Regions from separate parts of the Sus scrofa genome. Here region 1 is linked to region 2. The links are chromatin contacts, called in public promoter capture Hi-C maps. All regions are on one chromosome and are shown on one strand. Each heading gives the region's core, a stretch centred on a gene start, on an enhancer-like site or on the middle of the called end of the contact. The rest is flanking DNA. Distances are from core to core; before and after follow the strand shown. Region 1 holds the start of SNX8 (sorting nexin-8). Region 2 holds the start of MAFK (transcription factor MafK).

Region 1 (4,018 bases), core at 448-2,947, 600 kb after region 2:
GGGTTTTTTTGTTTGTTTGGTCTTTTTAGGGCTGCACCTGTGGCATATGTAAGATCCCAGGCTAGGGGTCCAATCGGAGCTGCAGCTGCTGGCCTACACCACAGCTCACGGCAACACCAGATCCTTAACCACTGAGCAAGGCCAGGGAGGGAACCCACATCTTCATGGATTCTAGTCGGGTTCATGACCACTGAGCCACAACAGGAACTCCACATTGCCCACTCTGGGCAAGTCACTTGCCTCTGGGTTTAGTTTTCCCAATGTAAAAAGCGAAAAAAGAAAATCTGAGTTTTGGTCTACCATTTCACCTGCCTCACAGGATGACCATAAGGATATGAACAGAACAAAACGAGAGGCTACGTACATCTCGAAGGTCCATGAACCACACTTTGAGACGCAGTCAGCTATAGGAAAGCACTCAGTAAACTGAGAAGCGCTACCCTGATGGTAGCAGAACACCGAATACCACCACCACAGCCCCAGGGAAGGCCAGCAGGCAGAAATCATTCAGTGCCAGCCAGCCCCGTTCCTGCAAAGAGACCTGAGCCGCCACCACATCCAGCAACTCTAAATTGTTTTACAGTCCTCAGAGGAAAAAGCATTCCTACCCACACACTGCCCCGCAGGTCCAAGTGTGACCCCGCCAAGGAGTCCAGTCAGGGGCCCTGGTATGGGTGGGTGAACGCTGGGCCAACCTGTGCCCTCAGGAACACAATGTTCTAACCAGGAGCAACAGCCATCACATGCTTCCCTTACGCAGCTTCCAGTCAAAGGAAATACAACTACAGACCAATGGCGGAGGGGGGGGCTGTTTACATGCAGACTCACCCAGGGTCTTTCCCGTCAATTAGGCCAACGCAATGCACTGCCCACCCCCTCGCCCCTACCCGCAGCGGCTTCACTCCACTCCTGCCTCCTCTTCTCCCTAATGAATCAACTCTCAGAGCCCTCCAGAACGCATCGGAAGCACAGCCACCGCAAGGACACCTTTCCAGACTCTCCAGGCAGAGTCGCCGACCTTGTGCCCACCACCACCACCAAGCAGCAGCAGTAACTCAGACCAACACCCACCTACATCTACTCTCCAGTTAGAGAGGTGAGGGGGGACCATTTACACAGGAAGATCCTAGAAAAGCCAAGCCTCACGCATGCTTCTTCGTGTTCACGCTGATCCATCAGAAAAAGCACTTAGGGAGAAATACAGCGGGCTGACGGGTGAAAACGCCCAAGTCCCGGGCGACCAGAGTACTTGCCAAGGCCGGACAGGTCCAGGGACGGCGCCCCACGCGGTGGGCAGGCCGGCACGCAGGAAGCGCGCGGAGGCCTGGCCTCGGGGCCCCCAGGGACCGGGGCAGCCCCGGGGAGACGCGGGCAGAAGCGCGCGGCGAGGTGCAAACGCGCGCGCTGGGCCGCGGAGCCACGCGCCCTCCTGGGCGTGGACGCGGGAGTGGGAGGGGGACCCGGCGGGGCGCGCGGCGTCGGGGGGCAGAAAGAAAACCGAAGGCCGAGGGGTCTCGGGCCCAAGCCGCGCCCGGCCTGCTGGGCGCCCGCCGTACCTGCTACCGGCGGGTCCGCCTCTTCGTCCGCCTCCGCCTCAGGTGCTGCAGCGACTGGCGCCGCGGGCAGCGGGTCCATCGCGCCGCCAGTCATGTGAGCGCGCGCCACGTGACTTCCTCCACGCCTGCCCGGCCGCTGCCCGGCCTCGCCACGCCCACTCCGGGCCGCCACGCCCATCCCCGCCCTGGCCCCGCCCCGTCTCGCCCCGCCCCAGCCACGCTGCAGAGGGGAGGGCAGGTGGCGCGGTCCAGGCCCGCGCTCGCAGCCCCGCGTCCGCCGCGGCTCCCCGCGCGTTCTCTGCCGGCGCCCTCGCCCACTCATCAGCCCCCACCTGCCCTCTCTCAGGCACCCATCCACTCGTTCATTCACCCGCTCCCCGCTCATCCGCTTACTCACGTCCTCGTTCGTCTGCCCACTCAGGAGCCTGCTCATTCATTTGCTCACTTACCCACCCTGTCATTCAGTCGTTGGCTCATTTACCCCTCCACCCACTCGCTCGCTTACTCAAGTCTCCCGACTGCCGCCTGGAGGCCAGGCAGCCCCTGTGCTGGGTGCTGAGGATACAAAGCTGCATTAGGTACTTCCCCATCTGGAGGACAGACGGGCCACCAGAGTGGAGCAAATGTCCCGACTGCCAAAACCAAAACAAGGCTGCAGGAGCGCCGCACCAAAGGGTTCCCGCGGCACTGCCGGGGTAAAGGCTCTCAGGATGACTAGAGCCCGACCCGAGGCTGGAGGAATGAGGAATTCAGCAGGAGGAGGGAGTGGGTCCCCGCATCCACGAAGGCCCTGAGACATCACACGGCGGCACACGCTGTGGTGTTCCTGGAGCTGAAAGCGTGGGGGCAGAAGAGGAAGCTGGAGCGGTGGGTAGGGCCCCATCAGGGAGCGTCTTGTTTACCAAGTAAGGACCCTGGATGGATCCCCTAATACTGGGATGCCTCTCAGTGCTCAGGGGGGGAGCCGGGAACAGTAACCAAGAGCCCAGAGCCCCTGGGAGGGTCCTAGGAAGGACCCCAGTCTCCCCAGGGGGTTCGTTCTCCTTGCTATAGCTACTGGACATCTTTGGGAGTTGGTACCAACAACAAGCTGGCTCCCAGCATAACTGAGGAAGTGCCATCCCCTTCCGCAGATGGGCACATAGCTGCTTTCCGAAGCCACAGAGGGACACGGCTGAGCCTGACACCTCCCCCATCCCATGCTTTTCCTTCCGCCAGATCGGCTTCCTTTAAGCTGTTTTTGCATCAAATGATGTCCTCAGCAATTTCTCCCCTCCAAGGCCTGGTCTCTCCCCGCTTCTCCCTCCCCCTCTTCTCCCTCCTAATTTCCAGGTATTCTTTGCTACGTATCTCTGACCCCCCCCCCAGATTATAAGATCTTTGTTAAATATCTAAACACTCACTGCGCCTTGAAAACTGAAGCATTAAACAAGCATAAAATTAGACATTACTGGAGAAAAACGGCATATTAAATGTATCATTTTACTTTACCCCCCTGACATGTGGTCACACCACCTTCATTCAGTGATCCTGGATCTGGGCTGCACTAGTCACCAGGAGGGCATTCAAACAAGCTCTGCCTGAAACCCACCCTCAGAAGTTCTGGTTTAAATGGTCTAGGGAATGACCTGGACTTGAATTTGGTTTTCATTTGTTTGTTTGTTTTTTAAAAAAGCTCCCTAGGAGTTCCCATCGTGACTCAGCGGTAACGAACCTGACTAGTATTCATTCGTGAGGATGCAGGTTTGATTCCTGGCCCCGTTCAGTGGGTTAAGAATCCAGCGTTGCCTTGACCTGTGGTGTAGGTCACGGGCTCGGCTCAGATCCTTCGTCGCTGTGGCTGTGGTGCAGGCCAGCAGCTGCAGCTCTGATTCAACCCCCAGCCTGGGAACCTCCACATGCCGCACATGCAGCCTTAAAAAGCAAAAAAAAACCCAAAAAGCTCCCTGGAGGACTCCAAGGTACAGCCCAGGTGGAAGACCACTGCTCTAAGCAGAAAGTCCTTCTAGCCTCACAAACATTTCCTGCGCATTTGCCAGGTGGGGAATTTTGTGTGACGTGGGAGGGGAGTGAGGGACAGCACAGGGAAAACCGGGAGGCATCCTCAGCTTCCCAAGATCCTGATGGACCTGAATGGAGGAGCAGAACCAGCGGGATTCCCACGCCACACGGAGAAGCGGGGGCTGGAAACGGGGTGCTGTGGAAGCAGAGCTGATCCACTGGTTCTGATGTAACTGGCTGGGAGTGCCTCCAAAGAAGGACCTCTGTCCTTCTGAGTTAGGGGCTCCAAAGACAGATCTAACAGTTTAGGGTGTTCGGGAAGTGTGCCCTGAAATACATCCGCCTGTAACTTTAAAGCCTCACCAGAGAAGCCCAATCCTTATGCCATTTCCCTTTCATTCAGGAAAAAGGAAATAGGAACAGAATTTCTGGAGTTCCCGTTGTGACTCTGCAGGTTAAGG
Region 2 (4,318 bases), core at 241-2,740:
AACCGACGTTCATACGAAGAGGCGGCAGCCAGGTAGGGAAGTGAGGACCCCGCTGAAAGTCAGTTTTCCTGACTACAGCGGTGGCCTGGCCAGAGGGCCACAAAGCGGCGGGCGGCCCGAGCTCTGCATCCGAGGACGGAGGGTGTGGGCCGAGAGAAAGGGGAAACACCTTTCGAATTCCAGCAAGTTCTCTGAAAACATCCTGGAGAGATGGGCTGCCCCTGCTGCTGTGTTTATTGGCAGCTGTTCCCGTGGAGGCTCCAACCTGGATGCCCCACCAGGCACGGGCGACCAGCAGGGCAGGGCAGGGCAGGGGGGCCGGGGGGGAAGCCCACACTGGCCGGAGCACGAAGCGGCTCGAGGGGGCCCCGTGGTGGTGCCTGCTGCAAGCGGATGACCCGCAAGCCTCTGGCACGTTCTCCGCTTCGTCTCCCAGGGTACACCCCAGGTGCCCAGGACCCCTCCACAGACACAGCCGGGCTGTGGGAGGCCGGCCGGCTCTCGCAGAGCCTTGGCGAGTTTCCCTCGATCTTTATTCAGAACTCAGACATGTGGCTTCACTGAGGTAGCTCATTATTTCTGAGAAGGGATCCAGAAAGTGTCCTAGTCGTGGGGGTGAGGGGGGGCTGGGCCTGGTAACTGGACAGGTCACCTCCTCGGCTTTGTCCTCCATCTGTGACAGGAGAGCGTGCTTCTCCCCAGGGGCAGCCTTGACCTGAGGCCAGGACAACACCCGGGTTCTGCCTGTGCCCGCCTGTTTCCCCGCAGCAGCTGTCAGCGGGCCTCAGGGGGGCACTGTTCCCAGGCTGGGGGGAGGGGGTCTTGGAGCCCCTGGACACTGAGGCCCCTGCCACTGTCTTTCTGATAGAAATTGTTCTTTTAACCCATTTTTTGGTGGAAAGACGGGAAATCAAAAGACAGATGGGCATGTCTGTTGGGGGGGACACCAGACACCCTCTCCTCGTTTGTGGGGCTGGCTCACCTGGCAGACAGGGAGGTGTGTGTCCATGAACCCGTCTCCTCTTGGGTGATAAAACCACCTGGACCTCGGTCGTGGGCTCTACCTGCTGTGACCACCCCTGGGGACGGCGAGGGTCTCCGAGGGCCCTGGTGAGGCTGAAGGATGCGCGGGAACCGCCAGAGGTAACGAATACGGGGTTCAGCCAGAGCCTGCCCTTCCCCAGTCCAGAGAGGGCGAACTCGCGGAAATGAGGGTGCCCCTGGCCCAGTTGTACTTAAGGCGACGAACGCCGCCCCTCGGGGCGCAGCGCACGTCGGGGCCGCCACCAAGCGGCGCGCTCGACACCTGCGGTCACGGGGCCATCCTGCCTGCCGGGCACAGGTGGGTCGCGGACTGGGCTCCGGGGGGCGGGGCGCTGGCGCGAGGAGCGGCGGGCGGGCGGAGCCTCGGGTGGGCGGGGCGCTGGCGCGTGCGTCGGCTGGGCGGGCCCGTCGGTGGGAGGGGCGGCGTGACGCGCGCCGACGCCGATCCCGGAAGCGGTGTCAGATGCTGGGGAGCCGGGCGGGCGGGCTGGCGGCGGGCGGCCGGGGGAACTTGTTGTTCTTAGCGAAGTCCGATCCCAAGCGCGCGGCGGAGGCGGCGGCCGCCGAAGGGGAGCGCGAGAGTGAGCGCGAGCGCGAGGAGAGCGCGTGCCCGCGAGGAGCCGCCGCGCGCCCGCGCCCCCCGCGCGACGCCAGGTGAGCAGCGGCCGGGCCGGGCGGGGCTGGGCCGGGGGCCGGGGGCCGGGGGCCGGGGGCCAGGGGCCAGGGGACCGGACGAGGGGCGCCCACCGCTGAGTCACTGCCACCTTGGACCCGCGGCCAAGTTGGGCCGAAGCCTGGAGCCCCGGCCCGGCCGGCGCACCTGCAGTCAGGTGTCCCGGCCCCAGAGCGCCGCGCGGGTTGGGGGCCTTCCTTCTGGGCTGGGGGAGCGCGCCCCGGACCCGCGACCCCAGGCCCGCGTTCGGAGCCGGCGGGCGCGGGGCGGAGAGGGGCGGGGCGGGCCGAGAAAGGGCCGGGTGGGGAGCGCGGGCGTTCCGGCGGCGCCGGAGCCCCTGCCCGGCCCGCCCCACCAGTTCTGCCCGCAGGCCCGGGAGATGCACTCCGGGGGAAGCGGGGGCGATGCGGAGGGCCACGTGTAGGGGAGCGCGTGGCGGCCAGGCCGAATGGGGCCTCGCACACCTGGGCGCTGCCCGGCTGGGCCGTGCGGTCCCGCCCTGGAGGCGCGCTGGCCCGGCCCAGCGCTGCCGGCGCCCCGGTCCCCGCCACCCCGAGGGTGGGCAGGGCGAGAAGGCCCCTCGCCCACCATGTCACTTTCCGGGGTTCCCATAGGGAGGTCTCGGTGTGGAAGCTTGGGGTGGGGAGGGGGACCCGGAACGCGTCACTTCCGAACCCCATGGCCCCGCGTCACATTTTTTTTCCCTTCTGTGAAGGGGGGGGGTGTCCATCCCCTAACTCTAAAAGCGGGTTTTTCTCTGCCTGTGCTGAGTTCAGGAAACAGATGAAGTGTCGGTCCGCCTGCTTCCACGCCTTCTCCAGGACCGGGCGGGAGGGGAAATGTTTCGCTCCGGCCCCGGGTCTGCCTTAGAAAAGCAAATCGCTGTGCCCTCCGTCTCCGGTCTCCGTAGTAGTAGGCTCCCTCGCCGCCACGTGTTGTGCAGTCTTCCCCAAAGCGCGCTTGCCCACATTCTGCCCACAGTCCGGGAGCCCTGCTGTGTTGGGGGTTGCAGGAAGTTCCCTGCTCTGTCTCGCGTTAATGATTACTGCCTGTTTACCTTAACGCACAGCTCTTTTGTAGCCAAGGCAAAAATGGATCTTCCACTTAAGAGTTCATTCAGCAGTTGACCAATACTCAGCCAGCCCTTGCCAGGTGCCTGGCCTCAGGGAGCTTCCGGGTCTCTGGGTGATCAGTGGGTGCCCCTGCCTGGAGGCTTGGCTGCGGGGCTGCCCACTCCCTCCCCCCACTGGCATTGGTGAAGTTTTGCCGGCAGAGCAGTTGCCACACAGGTGTCTTGATGTGTGCCGTGTCTGGAGCCGAGGCTCCAAGCCTCCTGTCTTCAGGGGGATGGCTTTTTTAAAAAGCCTTGGTCTACGGAGCCGGGAGGGTTTGGAAACGGAAGGTGGGCTGTGTGGGTGGGTGGGGGGGCACCTGCAGCCTGTGGCTGTTGTGGCTTGTTGACCCTTTTCAGAGGATGGTCCTCCTGGGGTCCAGTAGCAGTGCTGGCACCTGAGCCCGGGAGAGGGTGTCTGCTTTTCTGACTTAAAGCTGGACCTCTCATTCTCCCAGAAGAAGACTTTTGTCAGCACAGAACCGCAGCGCGAGGCTTCTCCCGGGAGCACGTTGGCCTTTTGTGCTGGAGCAGAGCTGGGCTTTAAGGGCCGGCTTCCAAGTTCAGCATCGCTCGCTTTCAAGGTGGTTGCTAAAAATGGGAGTTGAATCGAGGCTACTGGGGACGTCGGCTCGGGGCTCGCTGCATTCCAGCCCTTTCTCCGGCGCTGAGGCTGAAGCTGCCGCTGAGTGAGGTTGCTTTCCGGGCCGTTCTTTGTCCCCCGCGGTGCCTGCTCTCACTCTGGGGCTCTGCCTTGGCTGGGAGTTTGTTTACAACCTCAGGCAACCCAGGATCGCTGTCCGTGTCCTGGCTGCGCCTGAGTCTGAGGCTTCTGGAGTGGACGTTCTGGATGTAGGGTCCCGTCTGCACGGGAAGTGGCGCCCCGGCCAGGGGAAGCGTCCGCTGCGTAGCTGCTCTTTGGAGCAGTAAACAGTGACTCACCCCTGCTCCCCGCCTCCCCGCTCCCTGCTAATGGAAGACGCATGGCTCCGGTATTTACTTTTGCTTTTTATAAGTCACAGACTCCGTCATGTTTCCTCTTTCTTACAGTTTCAGGAAACTGAAAGTGTCATCTTAAAATCAAAGGATTTTAGAGCAGGTAGAAATGAACCTGGGGGCCCTTGGTTGTGCGCACGTGTGCGCGCGTGCGCACACACACACAGACACACACACACACACACACACCCCTTTTTAGGTGAGGAACCTGAGCCCCGAGGGCTCCTTGCCCACCTGCCCGCGGGGCGGGGTCCTGAGTTGGGGTCTGGTGCAGCGCCCTGCCTGCTTTCCTGCGATGCTGCCAGTCAGGGCCCCGGGCGGCAGGGCAGGGAGCCGTTGGGGTGGAAGCAGCCCCGGGCCCCCTCCCTTCAGTGCAGCGCTGATGCATCTGCTCTCGAAGCAGACCTTTCACCTGCCAGGAGTTGGGGGGAGCAGGTGTGGGTAATGGGGACCCCTGCCCTCCGTCCAGCGAGGGAGGCGGGCCTTGGACAGGA

What was found. Promoter capture Hi-C pulls out the DNA fragments that hold promoters and counts their contacts.
Region 1: a contact with region 2 is called in a promoter capture Hi-C map of liver, with 6 times the contacts expected there. The contact joins the promoter of SNX8 here to the promoter of MAFK in region 2. A contact is called at or near these places in 1 of 5 promoter capture datasets (liver) and 1 of 2 datasets of contacts at active chromatin or transcription factors (skeletal muscle).

Annotation. Positions count from the first base shown.
Region 1 is chr3:1,617,294-1,621,311 of Sscrofa11.1, forward strand. It overlaps SNX8 (sorting nexin-8), which reads right to left and starts at 1,698. Exons shown (of 11, transcript XM_021085985.1): 1 at 1,557-1,698. The coding sequence starts at 1,650.
Region 2 is chr3:1,021,876-1,026,193 of Sscrofa11.1, forward strand. MAFK (transcription factor MafK) reads left to right here and starts at 1,491. Exons shown (of 3, transcript XM_003124249.6): 1 at 1,491-1,698.